2 separate regions of the Sus scrofa genome follow, and region 1 is linked to region 2. A link is a contact called in public HiChIP or PLAC-seq data. All regions are on one chromosome and are shown on one strand. The core of a region is the stretch at or near the end of the contact, and the rest is flanking DNA. Distances in the headings are between cores, read along the strand shown. Region 1 holds the start of PDK1 (pyruvate dehydrogenase kinase 1). Region 2 holds the start of GORASP2 (Golgi reassembly-stacking protein 2).

Region 1 (3,954 bases), core at 492-2,991, 1.5 Mb before region 2:
AAACAGAGGAGGCTTTCAGACAACGAACAGCAAAAATTTCCAATGCCTGTTCAGCAAACCATCTTCAAGCTACTACCCCCCTTGCAGGTCCTATTCAATTGTCTGATTCCTGGAAAGCATCCTGCTCCTCCCTCCACTCCTATCTCAAATGCTAAGGAGAACAGAGGTAGAATGTCCTTTGACAAGCAGTTCCATTTAAAGTTAAACGAAAAAGTCATATTATTTCAGCAATGCATTTTAAACTCACTGATTTCATCTTGCTGTTCTTAGCAAGAAATAACCTGAGCAAAAATTAGTCTGTCAATAGCAGAAATTAAAGTATCAAAAGAAAACATTTTACCCTGAAAGTTTAATGGCATACTTGTAAACAAAGCCAAATTCACCCCTTAATCACCCTAGAGTCATTTTAAAGTAAAAACAAAAACCAAGAGCTTTGAGTCAAACAAAATTGCCACTGTAAACCACAATTTTAAGATCAAGTGAGGCGCTCCCTTGTGGCTCAGCGAGTTAAGGATCTGGCAGCTGTCACTGCTGTGGCGCGGGCTGGATCCTTGGCCCGGGAACTTCTATATGCCATATGCCACCGGCGCCGCCAAAAAAAACAAAAAACAAAAAAAACAAAATTTAAGTGGCCAACTATGCTGACATCTTTCAAGCCACTAGTTATCCGTTACAGCATTCACAATGCAGAAGATAACCGTGTCTACAGAAAATTTTGACTTTTAGTTTTCCCTTATTCTCTTAGGCGCCTCCATAGGAGAAGTCAAAGTCAAAAGCCTTTGCAATTTTCTGCATGCTTTCTAAAGAAAACTAGGAAGCACCCATCTGAAGAAGAAAGTGGTCAGTCACTTCCTCAGAGGTGAAATGTGGTAAACCCCACCGCATCTGGTACTCATGCACTTTACACGTGCTCCAGACTTATTTGTTGTTGACGAAATGAATGTGCTGTTGGTGGAAACTCTTAATTAAGCAAGGAAAACATTCTGTGCAACACTGGGCCAGTTATAACCTGCTTCCCCTACCAGCACGCCACTTTAATGCAATCATCAAAGGCAAACGAGCATTTATCATCACTCTGCAGAATCCGAACACGACTCCGGAGGTGTCCGCGCACTCGCCTCTCTCCGGCGCGGGGCTCTTCCCAAGGAGGCGGGCTGTGAGCTCAGAGGTGCACACGTGCACCGAAAGGCGGACGGTCATTCAGCCCTGGCGCCCGAGGTTGTTTTCCAACAATACGCGGTAAAAGACACGCGCTCCGGGTTATCTCCCCCGCCCGCCTGCGCCTGCACCGGAGCAAAAGGAACCGTCCGCGAGGGAGGAAGGAAGCCCCTAAGGCGCTGGGGGAGAGACGTTGAGGAGGGGGGCGCGTCGGAGACAACAGGACGCCCGCGCGGGCCCGGCCCGGCCGGGTCAGCGGCCGCAGCTGCCGGCTCGGGCTGCACAGAAAGGCTCGGGGCCCGGACCGCACTCACCGAAGTCCAGGAACTGCTTCATGGAGAGCGGGGACGGCGAGAAGCGCGCGTAGAAGTCCACTTGGCCCGGAACGCCGAGTTCAGGCGCCGGGCCGGAGCCCGAGTCCGAGGTGAGGCTGCGGCTGGCGCTGGGGCAGGCGGCGCGCAGCCCGGGGCCCGGGCCGGCCGAGGCGGCTCCGCGCAGCAGCCGCGCCAGCCTCATGCCGAGCCCTGCCGGAGGAGCCGAAGCCCCGGGCGCCAGATCGCCGCTCGGGCACTCGGTCGGGTGGTACGTGAGGGACGTGGCGGCTTCGGGGGCGGGGAGCGGCTGTCACCGCCACGGCCGCCCCCCTCTTCGGAGCCAAGCTCCCCGCGCCGCTGGGCGGGGCCCAGAGAGGGAGGGAGGCGGGGAGCGCGCGCCGGACCGCCCCCGGGCTACAGTCCGGCCCCCTACGCCGTGGGGCGGGGCCCGGAGAGCGAGGGGGGGGTGCGCGTGGAGGCCGGGCAGCTACCACCCTCTGGCGGTGTGCGCAGTGCGCCCCCTCCCACGCCCTTTGGTTACACGGCCCTCCCAGCCTCAGCTGAGGGGCAGGGCCGGCGCTGCTTCTTCACACCGCGGTGTCCCGCTGTGAGCGTGTTCCATAAACTCTCTTCTGTGATGCAAGCCCATATTTTACAGGAAAAGAAACTGAGACCCAAAGAGTTTCAGAAGCCGACCCTTGTCAAACAATGATACATAAGTACAAATGGTGATCACTTCGGTGTGGCCCTAAATAACAGGACAACGACTGCTGGTCCTAGGGGAAGAGAATTGGCCGCCCACCTCAAAGCGTTACCTACAGGCATTCTTGGCGCAGGCAGCAGTGTGTTTAAGGGGTCCCTCTACTCTGACTGCCCCTCTTTTTAATTGTCTTCTTAGCCTCACAGTTTGGTTGCTCCATCCTTTCTAGGTTTCTAAATAGTGAGTATAAGACTAGAGAATTTCTCATTTTGATTTAATCCCATAGAGCTGCAAAGACCAAGTCTACAGTGAAAACCACCAGTCCCTTCTCGCCATGGCTACATCCGCATATATTCCGCCCCCCCCCCCAGTGCTTTGGTATACCTTAAATACAACAGAATTACTCTTCCATGGGTTTGTAGTTTGTCAGTTAAAATACATTTAACTGGTATAAAATTGCTTCCTTATAATCCTCCCCACAGCATCCTTATAACCATTACTCCAACAGTTTCTGGTATAGAATAACAATTCATTTCTCCATGGTGGTCAGGTCTTGGGTTGTTGGGTAAAAGTATGATGTGTATAAAGAATGCGATGAGAATCTCTTTTTAGAGTGTATTAACGTTACCACATAAAGTTCGTTTGCCCAGCCTGAAACAAGCCAAAGGCTGAGATTCGGAGTTTTGCAACAGGGGAAGGATTTAGTCACGAGGTGCCAAGGGAAGTGGAGGGGAGAACAAATCACCAATCCACATCCCGTAAGCTCAGGGGGCTTGGGATATTTATGGGATAAGGAAACAGTATGTATCACAACACTGTAAATGAACTTCATTAAAACTTATAAAAATGAAAAAAAAAAAAAAGCGGCAGCAGCGTGGTCTCAGGACTGGGGAAAGGTGGCTGGAGGTGAGAAAAAGGTGAAGTAAGCCATGTTGTCGGCAGATACAACCGAGCTACATGCTTCTTCATGGGACGCATGTTCAGAAAATGGCAGGGTTAGTATGATCTGAGGGTGGAGTGTTTGGCCCTCTGATGTCAAAAGGTCATCCATCCAACACTCCAGACAGAAGGCCCAGTTGAATGGTTGGTGGTCTCAACCAGTTTGAACTGGGCAAGACCAGCTCCATGTTTTCCATGTTCCTGAAAAACAGCTTTTGAACCATTACTATAGTGACCCATCTGTCAGAGGTGCTGCATATAGGGGGCAATTAAAGGAGTCTTGTGATACATTGTCTAAGCTGTGAAGCTCCTAGGGTGTGCAATTTTGCAAGAACCATTAAGGCAAGTTTGATCAGTGAAGGCAGATTACATAATATTTATTAAGCAAGTTATAGTTTAAGGGATCTAACTGCTGACTGCCCTCAGTTGCATCAGTCCTGCAAGTTTAGCTTGAAAGAAAACACTGACCACCTGGAAACAATTGTAGGAAGTTGAGGGAATGGGGTGGAAGCAGCACTAGAACGTATTCTCCAAAGTGGTGCCTCTAACAGTTATTTCTCTGAAATTGTTAACATGGTTGTCCTTACCATTTTGGTAGAAAATATCTTAGAAGATGCAGTATAACATAAGACTGTGAGATTTGTAGAGAAAGTAATCAGAGGATGGTATCTCTTGATATGTTCGCTCCTCCACCAGCCATGCTCTGTACCTTCCAAATGTGGCCTTCCTTCTTCCAGTCTATGAATATATTTGGTGAATGAAATATCACCTGCTGATAGAACACCCAGGTAATGTTCTAGGTGGCTGGGAGTAAAGCCACATGCAATTCAGGTAGAATCCCTT
Region 2 (3,603 bases), core at 94-2,593:
TTTAAGAATGCTGTCTCACCTCAAACATGGGACCTAAGGGAGAACATGGCTGTAGCACCACGGATTGAGCTTTCCTACTTTCAGTGAAAATTAGCCAGGAGCTAATATCTAGTTACACTGAATGGTGCTCCAGATTGGGGCTAGTTTGCTGACAGTCCATCATGTTATCACTCACGCAGGTGTCACGCACACAATCAACATTGCTACTTTTAAAGACACTCAGTTCCACGAGGAAAGGACCACATGCTCTGAACAACCCAGGCTATTCATAGCAGGGACTTAGCTAATGCTTTCAGAGATACTGTTTCCCTGCGTCCTGGGGACTGAGGTTGCTTTCCTTTATTTACCTGATTTTTTTTTTTTTTTTAACGTTCCTCTCCATTTACCTCTTTTACACTGTGGATCTAAACATTCATCACCACCACACCCTGAGCAGACTTAGAAAAAAGAGAACGGAAGTTCCCCTGGGCAGGAAATGTGGAAGAGGAGCGTTGGAAAGGTCAGGAGCGACACAGGACAGAAGAAAGTCCAGTTGAAAATCAAGCAGATTTAAGTACGTCGAACCTGCTTCTAGGCCATTTCGTTTTGTTTGCCTAATTGGCCTTTCCCGACATCCAGACAGCGCCGAGGTAGATTAACACCTGCCGTCGCATCCCCCTCCCCTAGCCTGCGGATTCCAGACTTCCTTTTCACAGAAAAGAAACGCTACCTTCACCATCACCTCTTTTACAGACTTTGCCCCCAAGCCTTCCTTGACTTTGGGAGCTAAGAATGAAGGGGAGAGGGGCAGAGAAGGCTCTCAAAAGGAAAAGGAGCCGAGGTTGCCCTCTTCGCCTGGGCCGCCCCCGGCCAAATCGTAGGCTGCCACCTCTGGCTCCAGCCTCTCCTTCCGGATGCTGGGCCCGGAGAGTCCGGGGTAGGCGGGATGCGAGCGGCCTCTCGAACCGGCCTCGGCCAACGCAGCGCCGGCACTCGCCGCTCCTTCTCGGGGTCCGGCCTGGCTGCCCCAAGAAGAAGCCCGTCGGGGCCTCAGCCTCCCCGTGACCGGGCCCCGCCTCCAGCCCGCCACCCCCGCGCCGCCGTCGATGCTCTTACCCGCAGGACGTGGTAGCCCTCCGTGCCCCCGCCTGGGATCTCGACGCTCTGCGAGGAGCCCATGGCGGCGGGCGATCAGTGTGGCCGGGCCGGGCTTCGCGCAGCTCCCGCCTCCCGCGCACCACCCGCTCCGCTCCTCCGCGTAGCACTTGGGACGTGGCACTCGCTGCCTCGGGAGAGCCGGGCCGCGCTGCCCGCTGGGAGATCGTCGCCTCGGCAGCTGGGGCCGCAGCGACGCCGCCGACAGCGCCACCTGCCGCGAACCACCGGGAGGAGCCTGAGCGTACAGCAGGCGAGGGGAGGGGGGAGCGGGAAGGTGGGGAGGGGCCTTACTCGTGCTCGCGAGAGAGCAGAAATACGGTTCATCCAGCCTTGGCACCTTGCTACGGGTCCCTGGGCTTGACAAGATTCATCTAAGCCGCGTTCCCGCTAGCCTGCAAGAAGAGTTGTTTGATTGTAGCTCCGCCTGGTGGCCAGAGACCAGGAAGGGGCTGCTGTTGAAAAGAACCGGGTGGATGCAAACACTACGAGTTCCCTCTTCTCTGAGTTTAAAGTACTCCTCCCAGGTTGTACGGAGGAGCGTGGTAGGGTATCTTCGTGGGCAGATAGCGCTTCCGCTCACCTCTTTATAAAGGAAAACGCTCCCTTCATAAAGCACTTGTCCTAAAGAGTCATGGAGGACCCGCCGAAGTTCTTTGTTTTTTTTCCCCTAATTATGAGAAAAAGATCGTCACAAACTGAGCGGTGCCCGAGTGGGGAGCACAGTTGGATGCCCTTGGAGTTCCACCGCCTGCTGCTCAGTTCTCCACCCCGCTTCCTTCAGTTAGCCAACTTGTGGTCACAGTTTTCCTACTCGGTTGCTCCTTTTGCCCCTTCCCTTCTAAAACCCCGCAGTTATGGCCATTGCCCACGGGTCAATTTGAGTATCACTTACGGTGGATCAACCAGATATCAGAGCATGTGTATTCTGATGTGAAGCAACATGAAGTACCTGTTATCACCTGTGAAGTACTCTGGTCCAAAATGTTTACCTTGCTCCTTTCACACCTTTAGTTAGATCTTCCAATTTACAGGAAGAGAGGATAGAGGAATAAGTAAAATGATTTCACAAGGAAGCAACCAGGCAAAAATACAGGAAGTGAGCCGTTTTTCATAACAGCTGGCCAGTTCTTTTCATCAAATCGGAATAACAAGAAAGAGTTTATACTGGATTAAAAGAAATAATCAAGAATATAGCCAGGAGGTGCAATGAAAGGCCATGAGTTAGGGGTTGATTTGGAAAAATAAGCTGTAAAGGACAGTTTGGGCTCAATTGGGAAAATGTGAATACTGAGAATTTGAAGGTAAAGCATTAATTGTCCTGGAAAAGTGGAAATTATTGACTGAAAAAAGACCAGGTTATAAGGCAAAATATGTCTGTAAACAATACAGACATATTTTTGTAAACCAAATACACCTTAACGCAGAGTATGTGTATGAAGATGTAGCAAGATATGAACCAAGCATTACTATGGTGACCCCTTGGTAGTGATGGAATTTTTTTTTTTTTTTTTTTTTTTGGTTTGGTTTGTCTTTGCTGGTGCTACATTCTGAAATACTCATGGACTGCTTTTGTAACAATAGAAGAGTATTTAGAATTTTAAAATAAAAAAATCATTTTTCTTTCTCTGCTGTCCATAAACCAATACCAGGTTTTTAGGAGGCCTGGGACATATATAAAGATTCAGATGATATCTCCAGTTATGAGGCTTCTCAAGGACAGGGAATGCAGTGGAGTCAGCTCTGTATTCCTAATACCTAATAGAGTACCTGGCAGTTAATTCAACAAATTAATGAATTTGACGCAAAGGAGTAAGTATAAGAGCTAGATTTGTTGATAAATATTCTTGTTCTGCTTGGCAATTATAATCCTCTTCGTGGTGGTGTTATAAGCTGTTGCTATGTTCAGTGGTCAAAATTTTTGTTTCCCAGACATCTGACAGGAGCCATAGTTTGCAGAACACCAGCTGTGGACCTGAGGTAGTGGATGCGCAACTCCAGCCCCTGCTTAAAGCTGCTGTGTTGCAGCCCTGTGAGTACCTGCATTTCCCATACAGACCATTTACTCTTCTCTTTCTTTCCTTCTTTCTTTCCCTCCTCCTTTTTCTTTCTTTTCTTCCTTTCCCCTTCCTTCCTTCCTCCCTCCCCCTCTCTCTCTTTCTTTTTTTTTTTTTTGCTTTATAAGGCCACAATCACAGCATATGGAGGTTCCCAGGCTGGGGTCCAATTGGAGCTGCAGCTGCCAGTCTACACCAGAGCCACAGCAATGCAGGATCTAAGCCACGTCTGTGACCTACACCACAGCCACAGCAACGTGGGATCCGAGCCGCATCTGCAACCTACACCACAGCTCACAGCAACGCCGGATCCTTAACCCACTGAGCAAGGCCAGGGATCGAACCCGCAACCCCATGATTCCTAGTTGGATTTGTTAACCACTGAGCCATGAAGGGAACTCCTCTTTCTTCC

The links. HiChIP or PLAC-seq counts read pairs in DNA pulled down with a chosen protein or histone mark.
Region 1: a contact with region 2 is called in an H3K27ac HiChIP or PLAC-seq map of alveolar macrophages. The contact joins the promoter of PDK1 here to the promoter of GORASP2 in region 2. A contact is called at or near these places in 1 of 5 promoter capture datasets (liver), 1 of 47 Hi-C or Micro-C datasets (embryonic fibroblasts) and 1 of 2 datasets of contacts at active chromatin or transcription factors (alveolar macrophages).

The regions. Positions count from the first base shown.
Region 1 is chr15:78,606,264-78,610,217 of Sscrofa11.1, reverse strand. It overlaps PDK1 (pyruvate dehydrogenase kinase 1), which reads right to left and starts at 1,741. Exons shown (of 11, transcript NM_001159608.1): 1 at 1,473-1,741. The coding sequence starts at 1,674.
Region 2 is chr15:77,097,048-77,100,650 of Sscrofa11.1, reverse strand. GORASP2 (Golgi reassembly-stacking protein 2) reads right to left here and starts at 1,343. Exons shown (of 11, transcript XM_021074828.1): 1 at 1,096-1,343. The coding sequence starts at 1,158. It overlaps LOC110256942 (a long non-coding RNA gene), which reads right to left and starts at 1,476. Exons shown (of 1, transcript XR_002339024.1): 1 at 1,093-1,476.